2 separate regions of the Sus scrofa genome follow, and region 1 is linked to region 2. Evidence: chromatin contacts called from public Hi-C data. All regions are on one chromosome and are shown on one strand. The core of a region is the stretch at or near the end of the contact, and the rest is flanking DNA. Distances in the headings are between cores, read along the strand shown.

Region 1 (4,058 bases), core at 1,468-3,967, 87 kb after region 2:
ACCCCTCGCCTGGGAACCTCCATAGGCTGCAGGTGCCGCCCTAAAATAGCAAAACAAACCAAAAAAACCTCCCAACTTTATAGACATTCGATGCATATGGAGGCACATCTGCCTATATCCTCTGTCCTCACGGCCCGTTTCAGCTCCAGTGTGAGCGTGTACCATACACTCTTTGGCACTTTGGTTTTGTTTTTAGCCCCGTGAACAATATCTAACAGGATCACGCGGAGACAGCTTCCTACGAGCACACAGGCGCCCTCTTCATTCCTTCTCTGGCTGCAGAGCAAGCCGCTCCCCCCCCGGGGGGGGGGCACCTTTCTCTGTGTCCCTCACAGAGCGGATCTGAGCACCGTGCCCACCCAGAGGACCAGTGGCAGAGTCGAGAAGCACTGCTCTGTGGTCTCTGAGTCTCGAGAGCAGGTTCATCGCCCGCTCTGCTGAAGGGGAGGCCAGAGGTTCCAGGACCCGGAGAGACGGGCACCCAAGCGGAGCGCTGGGCGAAGCAGCCCGTCCAGTGCTTTCTGTGTGCCGTTTTATCTAATCCTTGCGGCGAGCTTCTAAAGGAGGCGCCATCCATCCTCCCCGTAGGGGAAACAGAGGCACAGATCAGTGAGGTGACTTGGCTGGAGTCACACAGCAGAGAGTGGCACACACAGTCAGGACTTTAGCCCACAGCTGCCCTGCCAGGGCCCGGGCCCGGCAGCCGGGCACCATCCCCTGATCCAGGGCTGACGCCCACACCCAGCTGAGCACTCCCCTGGCTGGAGGGCGCCCCCTCCGTGGGCCCTCCGGGTCACTCTGCCTGGAGGGGGATGTCTGGGGCCGCGTGTGTCTCTGCTCAGAGCAGGACCAAGTTCAAGATCTCTTTATCTGCGGCATGTGGCTGAGGCACTCGAGGGGCCTTAGAGACCCAGAGGATCTGGAGCCAGACTGTTCCATCCCTGCGGTGTGGCTCCGGACAAGCCACCTCCCTCTCTGAGTCTCAGGCTTTTCACCTGGAAACAAGGGATCAACCATTGCTTTTCCCTCGCGGTACTGTTGTGGGATTAACTTCTCTAATAAACACCTTCAGCACTTAGGAAAGATCCCCGAATATAGAACCATCAAAACAAACAAAAATCATTACTATTCTCATTGTCCTCATTGCCGACATGGTCCCTGGAAGCTGTCCCTGCAGAAAGCGGGCGGGGCACCCAAAGAGCCAGTCCTTCAGCTGGCCTTGGACCCAGGACGGAAGGAGCCTCCCACCATCCTGAGAAATCTGCTCTCCAGGGGGTGAGCCTGAGGCCTGGGGAGAGGCAGCCCCTGCCAGCCCACCCCCTCTTCTCCCCAGGCTCAGGAGGCGGTCCCCTCAGCTTCTCCCCCAGTGACCACAGACCTCCCAGGCCGGCAGGCAGCGCCTCGACCTCTGACCTGCAGGGACCCCAGGCGGTGGCAAGAGAGCGGCTCTGCCATCATCACCCCTCCAGGGAGAGCAGGGGAGAGGGCGCTGAGTAGGCCCTGGGCACTCCCTTGCAGGCGATGGCTCCCACGGTGCAGGCCCTCTGCTCAGATGGCTCAGAGCAGGTGGGGGCACAGGGGCGGGGCGGGGGTGGGGTGGGGCCGGTGCGGGAGCGCCCCTGTCCCAGGCAAATCAGCAGCGGAAAAGCTAAGGGCTTTTAAGGACAGGGCACGGGGCCTCCCCTCCTCGCGGCTCCGGAGCGCATCAGCTCCGGGGGCCACTCGTGTGGTCCCAGCAGATCCCCGGCCGCCGTCGGCCGAGGCGTGCCCTGCTTCCCCAGCCTGGGGAGCCGCCCGGGCCCTCGACGTCCCTCCACCTGCGCCCCCCGCCCTTCGCCAGCGCCACCTCCCCCTCAGTGTTCGGGACACAGTTTCAAAAGTCACCTCCTGGGACACCTGCCCTGAGCCTGCCTCCCTCCGCAGGCTGGCAAAGGTCTTCCTGCTCCGGGGGAGCCCGCCCCGGCCCGGGTCTCCCCGGCCCGCCCGGCGCCGACCCTCAGCCCCTTTTCCGCGGGGTCCGCCCGCCCGCCCGGGGCGCCAACGCGCACCGGCAGCGCCCCCTGCCGGCGGCTCCCGCATCACAGCGCCCTCTGCCCGCCGGGGTGGCCGCCCCGCCCGGGGCCCAGGCCCCCAAACGAGACAAGACCGGAACGAGGCAAGAGCGTCAGAGGCCTGGGCCTGAGGCCACAGACCCTGCCCAAGCCCCTGCCCTGCCTCCAAGTCACGTCAGCACATCTCTGCCCTCCCGAGCCTGTTTCCCCGCCTGCAAAGCCCGTCCCCCAGTCACCTCCATCTCCGGAGCATCCGCTGGTGCTTCGCGCTGAACCCGGCCCTGAGAAGTCGGCACAGCCCAGGATGGGCAAAGTCACGGCCTCAGGACCCAAACAGAGCAAAGAGGGGGTGGGGGCCCCACGGCGGCCGAGGCCACGCTCTGGGTCGGGGGCTGGAGGCGAAGACGTCGGAGCCTAGCAGGCTCACCGCCCGCGGCGTCTCTCCTCCCGGTTCCCCACGGCTGCTCGGCTGGTTCCTCCTCCTCTCGCCGGCCCGTTACCGTCGAGGCGCCCCAGGCCTCACCTCCGCTGCACGAAGTCCCGCGGTGACCTCCGTCTAGAGTCTCTAGACTCACGGCCAGTTGGGCCCCGACGGTTCCTAAGTTTCGCCTCCACCCCAGGCTCCTGCACCCAACACCCCACATCCGCAAACTCGCCCGGAGTCCCTCCCGGACCCACCGCACAGCACAGGGGCTTGGGCAGGGTCTGTGGCCCACGGGACTCTGAGCCACGCCTGCGCTCCTCCTGGCCCCCAACAGCCTCCACCTGGACTAGAGCGGTGCCGCCTCACCTGCCTCCTTCCTCCACCTGTGTCTCCAATCTGGGACCCCCCCCCACCTCAGAGCTCATCCCTTGGGCCTCCCAGGACCCTGTCTGGGCTCCCAGCTTGCTCCCAGTTCGTAGGGCCTCTGACCTCTGACCTTCTGTTGGGTCTGAACCTTCCTAAAGTAGGAAGCCCTCTTTTTTTTTTTTTTTTTTTTTTTTTGGCTTTTTTTTTTTTAGGGCTGCACCTGCAGCATGTGGCAGTTCCCAAACTAGGGGCCAAGTCAGAGTTACAGCTGCCGGCCTATACCACAGCAACGCCAGATCCTTTACCCCCTGAGTGAGGACAGGAATTGAACTTGCATCCTTTATTTATTTTTTTGTCTTTTTGCCATTTCTTGGGCCCATCCCGCGGCATATGGAGGTTCCCAGGCTAAGGGTCGAATCAGAGCTGTAGCTGCCAGCCTACGCCACAGCCACAGCAACTCAGGATCTGAGCCGCGTCTGCGACCCACACCACAGCTCATGGCAACGCCGGATCCTTAACCCACTGAGCAAGGCCATGGATGGAACACCGCAGCCTCATGGTTCCTAGTTGGACTCATTAACTGCTGAGCCATGATGGGAACTCCCAGGAGGGCCTCTTTAAGCAAAAGAATGCAGCCTTACAATTACAAAATGAGGGAACCTGGGGAGAGTCAGAATGGCAGAGGGTGGTTTTAACGACTTGTGATAACAGCTTGCTTGCCTGGTGCGGCCTCTTGGGAAAAAGCAGCTTGGTGGTACCTCTCCAAGCCCAGCACACGGCCTCTGCATCAACCCCCAACAGACACATGTTCTAGAACGTTCATGGCTCTCTTCCTAATAGCCTCCCACCACCCCCACCCCGACCCTGGCCACGTGGCCTCCCAGCTGCCTCTAAATATTCTTTTTAATTTGCAGCTTCTGAATAGGCACAAAAAAAGGGTGAGTCCCTATGTACCACAATCCAGCTTCCATTCCCACCAACATTTTTTTACATGTGTGCATCTACCCACCTTTGAGCATTTAAAAAAATAAAGTAGATTGAATAAAATAGAAAACATCCGAAAAAGAAGGGTATTCTTCTGAAAAATGTTTGCCTCATCTTTGTGTCTCTCCTGTGTCGGAATATTAAGATGTGTTTGAAAAATGCTTTTCTGATACTTGGTTAATCTCGCTTTTAACATACCTTTTTTCCTTTTTCGGGCTGCACCTGCGGCATGT
Region 2 (4,078 bases), core at 703-3,202:
CAGGGAGACAGCCAGGGTGGAGCTGGGGCCCTGCATGGGGACACGAGAAGGGGCGCTGGCACCTGCTACGCCTTCCAGGGGCACTGGGCCCTCTCTGGGCCCCTCCCTGGGGCTGCTGTCCCCCATCTCAGTGGGCCTGTCCCTGAGACAGCGAGAGTCCCACAGAGGATGGAGCTGTATGAGACGGGGCTGGGGGCCAGGAGAAGCCCAGCGGGGGCTCTTCTGGGGCCAAGCTGCTGAGGGTCTGCCCCATGCCGCCACGTGCAGACCCCCACGCCCCACCCCCAAGGCTGGAGAGCACCCCCCTGAGGCTGCTGCACACCAACACCTGCAGAGACACCTTCCGCCTCCAGCCCGACTGTCCGGACCTGCAGGCCCTCCTGCCCAAGGGCTCCCGGTGCGCGATCGCCCCCACCGGCCCAGCCCAGCTGGTGGTGAGGATTCCAGCCGGGACCTGAGACGTGCCCCCACACACCCTGCAGACCCTCCTAAAGCCACCAGACCTGGTCACCTCTCACTCTCCCTTGGGCTCCCACCCCTCCCCGATCCGCCCCCAGGGGAGGCTCCCCCTTCCGTTTCTGTGCGAGGCTGAAACTACTGGGAGCCCCCGGCTGCCTGGCAACCGCAAGCAGGGTGCTAAAAACCGACTTGTGTGACACCCCAAGGCCACAACGAGAAGGGAAGAGCTGCACCAGGGCGGGAGCATCTGTGCAGAAGCGTTTTAACTGCAAAGGGAGCGGGTGGGGCGGGGGAGGCAGGTGACCCAGGCCTGGGGAAGCGGACTCCCAGGCCCGCCTCGCCTCGGAGGTGTGAATGCTAGCATCTTTGCTCACCTGGGTGGGGTAGGGGGGTCCGTGGGCCTGGCTGGCCGTGACCACGCCTTCCCTCCCCCACACAGGTGTCTGATGGGAGCCCCCTGGTCTGCTTCCAAGCTAGCAGCTGGCGGCTGGAGGGTGTGATGACCTGGGGTCCCTGCTCCCGGCCTGGCCTCCCTGAGGTCTACACACGTGCCTGTCCCCTCATTTCTTGGATTCGGGAGACGGTCTCCAATGCCACCTTCGATACCTCAGCCAAGATGCACTCTTGGGACCGGCCCAGGACCAGGCAGAGGAGGCAGTGAGGGTCCTTCGGGAGTTCTGGGTTTGAAACCTGGCTCAGCTCCTTACCTGCTGCTGCGATGGTGTCCCAGTCACCTCCCTTCTGAATCTGCTTCCTCTTTTGTGCAACGGAGATGTATTCAATTATTCAGTCGTTCCACAGCTGCCACATGCTCCCTACACAAGGTTGCTACAGCCCCTGTGCTCATGGAGTCTGGGGGGCGAGGCGAGCATTAGCCAGCGCTCTCACAATAATAAATGTGCAAATGCGAACCGTGACGGGTGCTTTAGACGGACCGCCCGGGGCGGCCAGGATCCTGGCAGAGCCCGGTGCTGGGGCTCACATCACCCCGGCGCAGGTGCCGGAGGGACCAGGTGCGGCCCCTCCATGGCTTGTGTCCCGGCCTCGCTTCGCCTCACTCGGAGGAGCGCTAGCTTGGATTTAAGGATTCTCGAGGTCCCTCCACTGTTTGTTTAATAAACTTTTGGGGGCGAGGGTCTCAGACGCCACGAGGGAGCATCCGTTGACCTGACGCAGGAAGCTGCCTGGTCGCATGGCGACTCTCGTAACCCGGGCCCGGACCCGGTCCATGGCGGCCTGGCCCTTAAGCCCCACGCGCGCTGGTTGTCGTCTCCGGCCGGGCTGGGGAGGGCAAGTACGAGTGGACACGCACTCCCCGCGGAGTAACCGGATCCGGCGACAGGCCGGGTGGCGCCTGACCCCTCACACTCCGACGGGCGCCCTGCGCCGACTGTCCCCGCGCCCGGGGGAACTCCTCCCGCCGCGGAGCCCCGCCTCTCGCCGCCCCGCCCCGCCCGCGCCTGCGCGCGCGCCCTCGCGAAGCTCCTGCGTCCGGGAAGCTTGTCCCGCGCGCTACACCGTCCGTCTCCAGGGCAACCCGGCGCCTCCTAGCAACCGAGCGCAGCCCTGCCATGGCGGCCGCGGGGCCTAGCGTCTTCCTGGTCATGGTGAACGGGCAGGTGGAGAGCGCCCAGGTGAGCGGCCGTGGACCCCACGGGCCGCCCTTGTCCCTCTGGGACCCCTGGCCCCCGTGGCCGGCCCGCGGAGCCACGCCAAGCCTGCGGGGGAAGGCGAGGGAACCCGCGTGGGAGACCCTTGGCGCGAGGACGCGCGGACCCTCCGTCCCCCGTGCGGTGTGGAAACAGGTCTGGGGGTGAGCGAGGCCGAGGCCACAGTCGGCCGAACTCGCGGGGAGTCCGGGGCAGGGGCCTCCACCTCCGGCGATCCGTGCGGGTCGGTGCGCGGCGAGGCCCCGCACGCGCGGCGCTCAGGTCCTTGAACGTGGGTTGGAAGGGAGGAGACCTGCTCGACCCGACGCAGCGGTGGCGGCGGGCTGCCGAGGCCTGGGGGGCGGTGTGCCCGTCGGAAGGCAAGGGACCTACCCCCCATCCACCCTCCTCGTCATAGGAACCCTTTTGTTATTTCTGTGTATCGGACGCAGTATAAGCCAGACTCCGTGCCCAGCATCGCGCAGTCAAGGCTCCCATCCCCACTTACACGTGGGAAAACATGCCCAAAAGGAAGGGGCAAGACTGGGATTTGAAGGCTAGCCTGCCCTTCGAGGCTGTTTTAAAAACGTGATTGCATTGTGAGGGCTGAGGTAGTTTAGGTGAAGCTCTGCCAGGGCCTCAGTGGGCATCTCCTGCCTTCCTGTTCCGCCACGATGCTGCGCCATGCTCCCACCCTGTCCACCCCGCTCCTTGGCCTAGTACCCAAGACCAACTTCCCCACTCTTGCTCTGTCCCCTCGGGGGCCCTCATCTGGTGCCTGTGCTCCCAGCAGCCACCCGTCCCCACGCTTCCTCCCACTCTGCGTGGGACCCTGCGCTGGGTCATCAGCCCCACCCAAGCCTCTGCCCTGGGTCCTGGTAGCACCTTTCACCTCAGCACCATTTCCTTAGACCCCTGTTGTACTCACCCCCGGGGCCAGGAGCTGGGGACACGGAAAGCGCTGATTTGCCCCTTGTTCACAGTCTATTGGAGGTGGCAGAAATAAACACAGTCAATAAAATATATTGAAAGAAAGTCAGGCAGTGCCGTGAGGGAGGGAAGCCCTGGGGGCTGCAGGAGCCAGGAGGTGGTCCGGAGGACAGCCTGCAAGCTGGACCCTCCCTGAAGGGGGAGCAGGAAAACTCGGGGTGGACAGAATGCTGTCTCTCAGCCTCGCAGGTGCCTCGCGCTCAGGGTTCCTGGTGGCGCACCTGCCTCACGCAGCCAGTCCAGGCACGCGCCCCTGAAAAGGGAACCTGTGTGTTTACTTCCAGTTTCCCGAGTACGACGACCTCTACTGCAAGTACTGTTTCGTGTACGGCCAGGACTGGGCGCCCACGGCGGTAAGCTGGGCCCCTAGCCTCCCAGCCGCCACGACTGCTGTGGTCTCCAAGGCTCCTTCACCCCGTTCCCTCCCAGTTCGGCTGTGTCTCGGGGAGAGGCAAGCATGTGTGCGCTCCTGGTGGAGCTGGGGCAGAGCAACCCCGCTGGCCCCAGCACGTGCCCCGCCCTGGGACTCGCGCCTGGCTGCGGAGAGGGACACGTGGGCCACGCCACACGCAGACCCGAGAGAGCTGGCCTGGAGGCGGCCGAGTGGCAGACCCTCAGCTGGTCCGTCCTTGCTCAGCCTGCACCTCTCTCCTGTGTGCGGGGTCCCAGGTTGAGGACGCAGGGACCCAGCTTAGCCTCTCTGAGCCTGTTCCCTGTGCGCCCTGGGCGGTACCTGGAGGGTCTCGGGATGGGACCCGTGGGAACGAGGCCAGGCCAGCCCCGCTTTGCCTGGCTGCCCTGCTGGAGGGGGAGACAGACACTGAGCAGTGAATTCCGCAGTCTGCTGGGGGCGGGGGGCAGCGCTGAGGGGACATGAAGCCAAGAAGCTGGGGGATGCGGGAGAGGCCGGGAGCCTCCCCGAGATGGTAACTGCGCACAGAGCTGCAGGGGTGAGGTGCAAGCTCGCGGAGGGCAGTGGG

What was found. Hi-C and Micro-C count contacts between places; a contact is called where the count stands out from the background.
Region 1: a contact with region 2 is called in a Hi-C map of retroperitoneal adipose tissue, with 2.2 times the contacts expected there. The contact joins the promoter of EPN2 here to the promoter of B9D1 in region 2. A contact is called at or near these places in 1 of 5 promoter capture datasets (liver), 5 of 47 Hi-C or Micro-C datasets (alveolar macrophages, embryonic fibroblasts, liver and 1 more) and 1 of 2 datasets of contacts at active chromatin or transcription factors (skeletal muscle).

What each region holds. Positions count from the first base shown.
Region 1 is chr12:60,246,822-60,250,879 of Sscrofa11.1, forward strand. It overlaps EPN2 (epsin-2), which reads right to left and starts at 2,718. Exons shown (of 8, transcript XM_021067960.1): 1 at 2,288-2,718. The coding sequence starts at 2,304.
Region 2 is chr12:60,160,704-60,164,781 of Sscrofa11.1, forward strand. B9D1 (B9 domain-containing protein 1) reads left to right here and starts at 1,953. Exons shown (of 7, transcript XM_021067970.1): 1 at 1,953-2,093; 2 at 3,383-3,451. The coding sequence starts at 2,031. It overlaps LOC110256121 (polyserase-2-like), which reads left to right. Exons shown (of 3, transcript XM_021067968.1): 3 at 1-1,370. The coding sequence ends at 592. LOC110256123 (a long non-coding RNA gene) reads right to left here and starts at 1,867. Exons shown (of 2, transcript XR_002337393.1): 1 at 1,167-1,867.